2 separate regions of the Triticum aestivum genome follow, and region 1 is linked to region 2. The links are chromatin contacts, called in public Hi-C maps. All regions are on one chromosome and are shown on one strand. Each heading gives the region's core, a stretch centred on a gene start, on an enhancer-like site or on the middle of the called end of the contact. The rest is flanking DNA. Distances are from core to core; before and after follow the strand shown. Region 1 holds the start of LOC123092335 (protein high chlorophyll fluorescent 107). Region 2 holds the start of LOC123092330 (ATP-dependent Clp protease proteolytic subunit 5, chloroplastic).

Region 1 (4,920 bases), core at 11-2,510, 700 kb after region 2:
GAAAACAATGACCTCTGCATGTTTTATTGGATTTCTCCCTAGATGACATAATTTCTAGATGTGTCAAACATACACATTGAGGTCAATGTGCAAGATAGTTCCAGCGGGGCACATCACACAGGATTCAATCAAAAATCTCGAATGACTTCCAACATTTTTCGAGCGGATCATAAGAATAATTCACGAAATTATGTTCCGACATAAATAACATGTGCAAGTGGAAGCTAAATACTTAACAGTCGAAAAAATTGACCCTTATAGGTACTCCCAGTATATTCGTTTTCGTTTGAGAAACACCGAGTATAACATATAGACAAACGAGTTATAGTTAAACATAGTCAAATCCCCGCATGGCATATTAACAAACAAAAAAATTACACTTGGTATATTAAGATAACCATATGTGCATTATTTATGTTGACACGTACGCCTCTAGAGGACGAACCACATGCCCTGCATTGCTCACGTGGTATAATTTTTCTACTAGTCGGTTTAGCAAAGTGAGGTGATGACGTGCAAACCTGCCAAATGTATGGATTTTCTCCCTGTGTGGCTTGGCAGCCCCTCTCATAAGCGGCTCTAGCTTTGTCAAACCTCGACTGTTTGCTATATAGCTTCCCAAGCGCGACGTATGGGCGCCCATCTTCAGGCCAATACAACATACACTGGATGAGAAAGGGGTCGTCAGCTTAGAGCAACCAAACAATTAGACACTTGATCATCATTCTAAACAATACTAGTAGCATTTTAGAGCACAATGTACCCTCACTATCTCTTATTATCTCTCGCTGTATTTCAGTGAGAAGATGTCATACTATAATTTTAGCCGAATTCTGTAGTGTAGGTGCGCACCTTGTTGAGGAGCTTCTCGGCCTCGGCGAACTCGTACTTCCTGGTGTGCACCTTGGCGCGGTGAAGCCAGAGCTCGAGGTTGATGGGCAGCGGGCGGTCAGCCGTGGCGGCGGGCTCGCCCATGGCCGGCTCGAAGAGCGGGACCTTCTTCGCGATCTCCTCCATTCTCCTGTCGAAGGGGCCCTCCCCGTCCCGCTCGGGCCCTCCCCCTGCCGCTGCAGCGGCCGCAACAGGCCTCCCGCGGCGAAGGCGGAGGGAGAAGAGCGAGGCGGCGGATGAGGCCTTGGTGGTGGCAGGGCCCGGGAGGGGCGGGGGAGGCGGCGAGGACGAGAAGAGCCGCATCGCCATGGCGCTGGAGCGCGACGCGGTGCTCTGGTCGGAGCAGCGAGGCAGGCGAGGCCGAGGCGCTGCTTTGTGTGAGTGAGGGGGCGTGGAGTTTACGGGATTGCCCACGCGCGTGCGGTGCTGTTGACGCCGTGGGCGGGGCTGCGGGGGCAGAAGCGGGAGGCGGGGATGGGGGAGGCCGTTGGAGAGGCTCGGAGCGCGCCACGTCGCCGGGCAGGGAAGGTCAGTGTTTTTTGAGTTTCACCGGACCGGCAAAACCTCTCGGGACGAGTGCTTCGCCCCGGCGTGCGATTGGACACGAGGCCGCCCGTCTCCTGTTTTCGTCCAAAGGAGAAGAAACAACAAATTACGCCCTGCCTCTGATTGTGACCGGGGATGTATGAAACTATCAACATCTCTTTCTTTCTTTTTTTTGTCTTTTGAAATGATCAACATCTCACTTTTGACATGTTCAAAAAAAAAACATCTCACTTTTGACACGTTGTGAGCTATATCACCAGTCCTGAGTTGAAAAACAAGGAGAACTTGCAGGTAGGAATATGGATGATAATTTTTGACTCAAGTGATATTTGCACCGGTTACAGAGCAACCCACACAAAATGAACCAGCATAACACTCGCTTAGGCTGCCAGTACAGCTTAATAAGCACATGAAGCAACATAACCGCGGCGAAAACCATACTCTGCTTTTAAAAATACACTGCAGTTAGGAGCCCAAGGAAGGAATGCATGCAAAAAACACAACCAAGACATGAAGCAGGCAACCAAAGACATGAAGCAGGGCATACGGCAGCACACTACGACAACTCCGCAACCAACAAAGCGACAGTATGTCCATATGTAGAGACCACGGCCAAATATACCCAAGAGAGGTAGTGTCAGAATTCCCCACGCGGAAAAAAAAGAAAAGGAAAGGAAAAAAAAAGTAACCCTCTCCTGAGGAAAGACGAGCAGATATTCAGTCTGATGCCGTTGATCTTATTAGCTGACTGCTCCGACAAAAATGTTGAAACTGTAGGTCAATAACAACTGCAATGTGTGAATGCTTTTGTACATTTTGTTTCCTATTCCAAGCATCAAAACATATTCAATCTACAGTGTCTCAACCTGAATCGCTAGATGACAGCGGCATCTCGTTCATCAAAAACATTGGCACTTTGGCTCCTCCCAAGTACCATAAGACGATATTTCGGCACAAAATATGCCTGACTCAAGGTTAGTTCAGCATCTAACCATTACCGCCCCAACGACGTTTCCTTGCAGGTCGCTGATTCTTGACATCATCCGCACCACACGCAACTGCTAGCAGTTCATCCTTGCCATTGTCTTGCTCCTTTTGGGTAACAGTAACATCTTCTTTGAACCTCTCCCTTCTCTTCTGCATTTTTTCCATTACCTTAAGTATGTGTTTCTCGTCACATTCCCTTGTAGCTCCCTTGTCGCAAATATCTTTTGACGTTGCATTAATCATCTCTAATTGACCGCCTGAGCTTGCTTCAATCACTGATTCCAATGCTGCGTTTCTTGGTTTGTTAGGTCTTCTGTTTGGAGCAGTATCCTGATGGTCCTCTTCAATCAATTCTCCTTCCTCGATCTCATCTTCTTCCTTGGTAGTTTGGCGTCTTTGGTTCGCTGTGTTCACCAAGCCCTGGTAGACTGACTGATAGTAACTTCTATTCAGTTTCATCTTCTGTGCTTTCTGATGTACATCCTTGTGTTTGGAACTGTGCAAATTCTTGTCTGCAGGAAGACCTCCCTCATTGTCACTTTCAACTCGCCTTATCTCATTGCCTTGGAGCTTAAACTGCAATAAATGAAAATATAGCATTGAGGAACAAAAGTCCGCAGATGGTGAGAGCACGCATGCAAGAAAAACAAGGTAAAAAGGTGCACATCGACTTGTACTGAAATGGCAAACACAAATAGTGCTAGAAATTGTATTCCTGTTCCATTGTTGGGTAAACAACTGCTCTTAAAGCTTTGACAGTTACTCCTTGTCACTAATACACAAGGTGTAGTGGAAGCAAAGGACCAGGACACAAGAATCATCAGCAATTTAACATTGACAGTTGAGATTCTACAATGATGGCCATGTTAACAAAGCACCAGAAATAGGCATACAGAGAAAAAAAATAAGTCCATCATCAACCCTCCAGTTTGATGTGTGCTCATACTTCCAGTCCCTAAATTCAGGACCCTGAACTTCCCAATCCTAACCAATTTAGACAGCTTGTTTGGCACACAGGGAAAAGGGTGATGCTTGCCAAAAGTGAGTCCTAAACATTTACTTGTGGATACACTATGTCCTCTCCTTGCTCATCACCCTCCCTTGATCAATCGCACGATTCTGCACTTGTGGTGCCACCTCGATGTGAGAATGATGCAACCACCGCCATTGTGGCCTTGAGTGCCACTTAACGCGAGCTCTGCCCCGAGCAACGTCGCAGGTGGACTCTGAACACTGACCCCACCCCCTTTTTTGGCATCCCTCACTTCGGCTGGTGGCATGAGAAGGAAAGGAGAAAAGTATAAAGTGTTGGTGGTATGGGAAGATTGGGGCAATGTTGTTACTTTCTTTAGAAAAACTGGCATTCAAGGCTGATCAAATCCGGTCTACTGGGCAGTAATGGGCTCCAATGCAGCTAAACACCCAAACAGGAAGTAAGGGATTGGTTTGTCAGGTTCGGGGTTACAAATTCTGGGCTTTAGAATTCAGGGTTACAAATATCTGGGCTTTAGACATCGCAGTTCATTTCAAACTGAATAATGAACTTCAGGGTTTAAATGGACTGTTTACTAAGCAACAATAATTGTCAATTTTCTAGTAGCTACCGGGGCACATCAAACATCTGATAAGATAATATCGTGATACAGTATACGGAAGTTACAGATAAAACTTGGTAAACTTACAACATGGCCTAAAAGAAATATATTCCTATCCTATTCTTCAGCAACCAGTAGGATTACTTGTAGGACATTAGCTGCTAAATTAAGTGTCTGAGAGATCAATATTTGGTGATGCAGCACTGCTTTACAAAAAGAAACAACAAATATATTAACTAAGTGTTTCCTCTAAGTATAAATATTAAGCAAAATATACAGGCACAGAAAGAATTAATGCTTTCTACCAGTAACTGCATGTGTTAAGTCAGCCGGATATAAACCATGTACTATCATTTTTATGGACATGAACATGTTCTTAATCTATAATACGGATTGAAAATATGAACCTGAACATAAATGTAAATTACAAGTAGCAAAGTTCTGGCTATTTTATTGATAAGATAAATCATACTCTGTAAACTTTTATAAGAAGTCTTACATCACTAAAGTAAATATGAAGAGATAATTACTTAAGACATAATATCCTATTGCTTAACCATCCACGTGTCTTTTTTTTCCCTGACGGGGAAAACCAATTGAACTGGACGAGCTACTGTGGGTATTCACCATTTACACCTAATTAATCTACAACATTTCTACTGGGGGATCCAGAAGGTATATATACACCTCACCACAAGCAGTAACTGGGAATATTCACAAAAATAACTAGTACAAACAAATTATGTAAGAGAAAAGGCGATTATTCCAATGAACTATTAAAAATATATGGAGAAGGGCAGCAGAAAAATTCCTAGAATATAAAAAAAATAAAAAGAAAGAAGAGGGGACAGAGCCTGAACTGAGCTCAAATTGGTTTATCAAATTAAACGTGCAGCAAAAC
Region 2 (4,594 bases), core at 1,541-4,040:
TCTTTATTAAGGAGGTAATCATCTCTCTTGATTCTACCCAAACCACTGTTCTATGACTTAAGCTAAACCTAAAACTAGGAACTGTATTACATACAATAATCCATATTCCTTGCCAGCATATTTAATTATATAAGTATCCTAGTAAATATTGACCAAGCTTATTACGACCTAAATACTGCAAAAGGTAAATTTGCAGAGTGACAAAACCACAGCAATGAGAAATGCACAATGAAGCAGCTCTCTCGTATTTTGCCATCCTTGACAGATTTTACAATCATACAATTTGAAAATCTAATCATCTTAATTAAGGATATATGATATAAAATCCACTCATGCAAAAAAAAAATTGCTATCTAGAATTACAAAAATACCAACATTTTACTTGCAGCAATAAAGATAGACTCGTCAATCCAAAATCCTAGACTGGGCAGGTTATACTGAATAAACATGCATCAATGATTTAAGAATTAAGATGCATAACAAAAATTCAAAAGAAAAAAAAACTGGGCAGGCCCAGAGACAGGTACTTGTCTCAAAAGGTGAAATCCAGAAAAATGGAACAGAATCCCTGGTTTTAATAATCAAACCCCATTATAAAGATTTTATGCAATGTGCAAACTATAAAGCATCCTACATCTGAACCAATCATCTATTTTCTAATAAAATAATTTCACAAAGATGTCAGTACTGAGTACCTTGCAGCAAGTCCGATACAAACCGTCGAAACATCAGGCCTGATATGCTTCATTGTATCAAATATGGCCATCCCTTAATAGAAACAAAATAAATTGATGTTATTAAGAAAGAATAAACTGATTACAAATATGAATGTGCGTTATTACCAGCTGTCACCGATCCTCCTGGAGAATTCACATACATAATGATATCCTACACAAAATTGACAAGAACCAATTATATCACCAAGTCTAAGGCCTGCCCAGGCAGCTCAAAACCTAAGCACTAAGATACGGCGGCAATACAAAAGCACCAGTAACAGTTTTAACAAATAAATTCTAGTAGGAAAGATATCCAGATAAATTCCAGAGATTTTTCCGCCGCATTCCTTGAAAAGCAGAATGAAGCCTCTCTATTTTACAACATCAAGTAGTTTCCTTAATAGAGGAAACACATCCAAGAACTAGAGTGTCACACTCTATTTTACATCCAGAAATAACTTGGCTTAGTTTACAAGTTCCGCTGATGGTGCAAGAAGGCCCTATAATGTGTTGAAGATAAAGCAGCAACATGCTATTACTTCCCTTGATAATGGATACGTATCAGCAATTCTAGAGTAAAGCTTCTGACCAGAAAACTACTGATCTAGGAATAAGAAACTGCAACAGAAGGAAGAGAGATTCATTTGTTTGAATTTACCATCATCACAAGATCATAAGAATATATACTCAATTCCAGGCCTACCTAGGCAGCTCAAAACCTAAGCACTATGATGTAGCAGCAATACAAAAGTACCAGTAACAGTTGATAACTCCAGCACCTTAGTCGCATAGGTATTGACAAACTAGGGTCCAGATAAATAGAACTGTTTCCTACGAAGTCAAGTGATTTTCCTTTAATAGAGGAAGCGCATCCAAGAACCACAGTGCCACTCTACTTCACCTGAAATAACAACTTAGGGCACAAGTTCCACTTACGTGTGTGTAGTGTGATGCCCTATAATGTGTTTGAAGCTAAAGCAACATACTACATCCTTTGATAATTGATATACAGATCAGCAATTCCAAAGTAGGCTGGGATGAATAGATCATAAAAAAGCTTCTGCCAAGATAACTATTCATCTGGGACAGGAATTAGGAATTGCGCACAAGGAGAGAGTTTCATTTTTCACAACTTACCTTGTTAGGATCGACGGCGTCTAGGTATAGCAGCTGCGCAACAATGACATTGGCCATATCATCCTCCACGGGTCCACCGCATCGGATAATTCTCTGCAGCAGGACGCGTGCACATGTTCACACACCGCAGATTACACTCGCAAAATGGCTCTACAGAGGAGATGAAACAATTTTTCACAGAGTCCAGTATTCCCGTACGTGCTGAAAGAGCTGGCTGACGACGCTCTCGAACCGCTCCATCACCATGGGTGAGGGCCCGCGCTCCTGCCCCGCGGCCTCCACGGGGAAGTAGGGCGACCTAGGCATCAGCAAGTCATCCCTGGCAGACACACACACACACAGCGCCATCAGCACCCTTATAGATCCCTAACTGAACCTCGTCCAGCATACCAAACAGACGACGCGAAACTGCAAAACTTGCTGCCACGAATTGACTTCACCTTTTCGTTTTGAAACCGGGCTAACGGAAATACATCGTCAGAGTCTAACAGGATACTACAGGAAGCGCGAAAGGGAAGAAGCGAGTGGAATTGACTTCACCTGATCGACCAAATCCCGCGCCTGTGAGCAGCCCCGTGCAGTCCCACTCCGCCGCCGCCGGCAGAGGCGGCCACGGACCGAGCGCACCTCCGATTCCTGCGAGGCGGACATGGTTAGGGCAGAGTGGTTGGAACTGGAAAGCGGGGAGGAACAGTGCGGGAGAGATGGGAACCTGAGGAGCGGGAGGGATCTGGGGGGCGGATTGGGGCTAGGTTTGGGGCCAAGGAGAGGAGCGGTGAGAGAGGAGGAGGAGGCGGTGGAGGTCGCCATGGGCGGGGCGAGGAGAGAGCTCGCGGTGGCCGGTGGGGGTTTTGGGCGGAGGGGGGCTTTGGCTGCGCTTCTTATCCGGGAAGAAGAGTGCTTAGAAGATGGCAGTGAGACTGTGGGCGAAGAAAGAAGACCCGACGACGCGGGTCGCAGTAAGAGTGTGGGCTTGTTTAGCTATGGGCCTGGGCTTACACTGTGCGGGAGATCGATAGTACTGTACATTTCGTTTGTAGGATAAAATAAAATAAAATAAGAAAAATAAGCCTCTCACCCTCCCCCAAAAATTAAAAAAGGGAAATGCTAAAAATCTGACGTTCCTCATGGCAATTTATGTTGGTGTGAGGATGACAAATTTAGTTGGCGAGCATGGCAATTTTCTGGCTGCCATGCTCGCCAACTAAACTTGCCACCCTCGGCAAACATAATTTGCCATGAAAAACATTCGATTTGCCTTGCCTAAAAATCTAACGTTTGCTAAATATTCCGGTCCAAAAAATAAGCCTCTCACCTTAAATCTTAGTCACGCTCTAACAAAAAATAAATATTACTTAGTCAGCTGTCAACTAAAGCTAGTCGCCTACAATTCTTTCTACACATGTTGAGTTTATTGCCACAATTGGGATTTTGTCACACTTCGTCAGCCGTATGCTTCTTTTTTTTTTTTGAGGGGTAGCCGTATGCTTCTTGTGGTCAGTATGTTGGCCACATGTTGTGTGCGCATGATTAGTTGTGGAAAAGTTAGACATCAATGAAGCATGTCCTAAACTCGCGCATACCTTTAACAATTGTGAAATGTTTAAAGCATTGCACTTGTGTAACCCGTTTTCAGGATATACACAAAAATGACTGCTGCTCAAATATATAACATGCAGTAGCTGATACCTGATGCGGCACATCTGTGATTCCCACCGTCCCACGATTCAGCGGGCGTATTTTGCTTTGTTGTTTCTCGTTCTAGACTACACGGACGAGAAATGGAGAGATGCCCAGATCATGGCATTAGTCTCGATCACAAGTCTTCTCGCTACAGACAACAGACACGACACGCTAGGTTACAGTCGTCTAGTACTGCGGTGCACATGATCACACACGCTACAACCGTTTTAGTACATAGATAGATACACGTGGTCATACATACGCTACAACAACTGATACCATGTTACTCGCAGCCAGGAGGCCAAGTCATTAAGACAAACTAGTGTTCAAAGCTTAGATACTACAGTCTAGCACTTCTTCCGACGGCAAGGGTAATCACATCTCCTGCGGGGTGCGATAAGCTGCCTTGAGGAAGTTGTCGAATGGGCTGGCCGGTGGAAGCTTCACCATGGAGCACGGCTCTGATGACGTGCGGTTCATCTCGAAGCCACAGGAATTTACCTGGACAAATGTTGTTAGTGAAAAGTGAAAACAAGATTCAGAGTAAACCGGTTGGGCTTTGTAGAATCTTCATACCTTAGGAAGGATGAAATGATCGGCAGCGGGAAGGCTTGGCACAGGATTGTCTGGAGTCGAGTTGTGGCCATTCACGAGCCAGCTTGATAGCTTCTTCCTAGTGCCCGATCCCAGGGCCTCACATTGACTGGTCATTGTGCCGTATGGGAGGGGGGAGGTAGAAACGGATGCCCCTGCAACCTGGCCAGCTACATGCAGCGCCTGACCAGAGAAACAGTCTACTACTCAGAACCCAATGCAAAGACAAGGTATAACAATGTTTTGCGGTGGTTATACTAGCTTTACCACACAAGAAAATGTGAACACTGAAACAGAGGTAGCAAGTGAAAGGGGGCTCGTGCGGTGGCGGGTCCAGGAATTCAACATTGGGTGTTCAAAAAAGAAAAAATCACCCTAACAGAGAAGCCAATTGGTTCACGGCAATACAGTCAGTTCAGGAGAGTGACATGTATTTCACAACAGGTACCACACAAGAACTATGA

The links. A called contact is a pair of places that touch in the nucleus more often than the background predicts.
Region 1: a contact with region 2 is called in a Hi-C map of leaf, with 7 times the contacts expected there. The contact joins the promoter of LOC123092335 here to the promoter of LOC123092330 in region 2. A contact is called at or near these places in 2 of 5 Hi-C or Micro-C datasets (both in leaf).

The regions. Positions count from the first base shown.
Region 1 is chr4B:398,483,699-398,488,618 of IWGSC CS RefSeq v2.1, forward strand. LOC123092335 (protein high chlorophyll fluorescent 107) reads right to left here and starts at 1,261. Exons shown (of 8, transcript XM_044514083.1): 1 at 853-1,261; 2 at 522-665. The coding sequence starts at 1,200. LOC123092336 (FIP1[III]-like protein) reads right to left here. Exons shown (of 9, transcript XM_044514085.1): 9 at 1,919-3,000. The coding sequence ends at 2,425.
Region 2 is chr4B:397,779,057-397,783,650 of IWGSC CS RefSeq v2.1, forward strand. It overlaps LOC123092330 (ATP-dependent Clp protease proteolytic subunit 5, chloroplastic), which reads right to left and starts at 2,791. Exons shown (of 9, transcript XM_044514076.1): 1 at 2,566-2,791; 2 at 2,394-2,489; 3 at 2,052-2,172; 4 at 1,854-1,946; 5 at 843-888; 6 at 696-768. The coding sequence starts at 2,663. It overlaps LOC123092331 (protein SEMI-ROLLED LEAF 2), which reads right to left. Exons shown (of 20, transcript XM_044514078.1): 19 at 4,113-4,313; 20 at 3,636-4,037. The coding sequence ends at 3,912.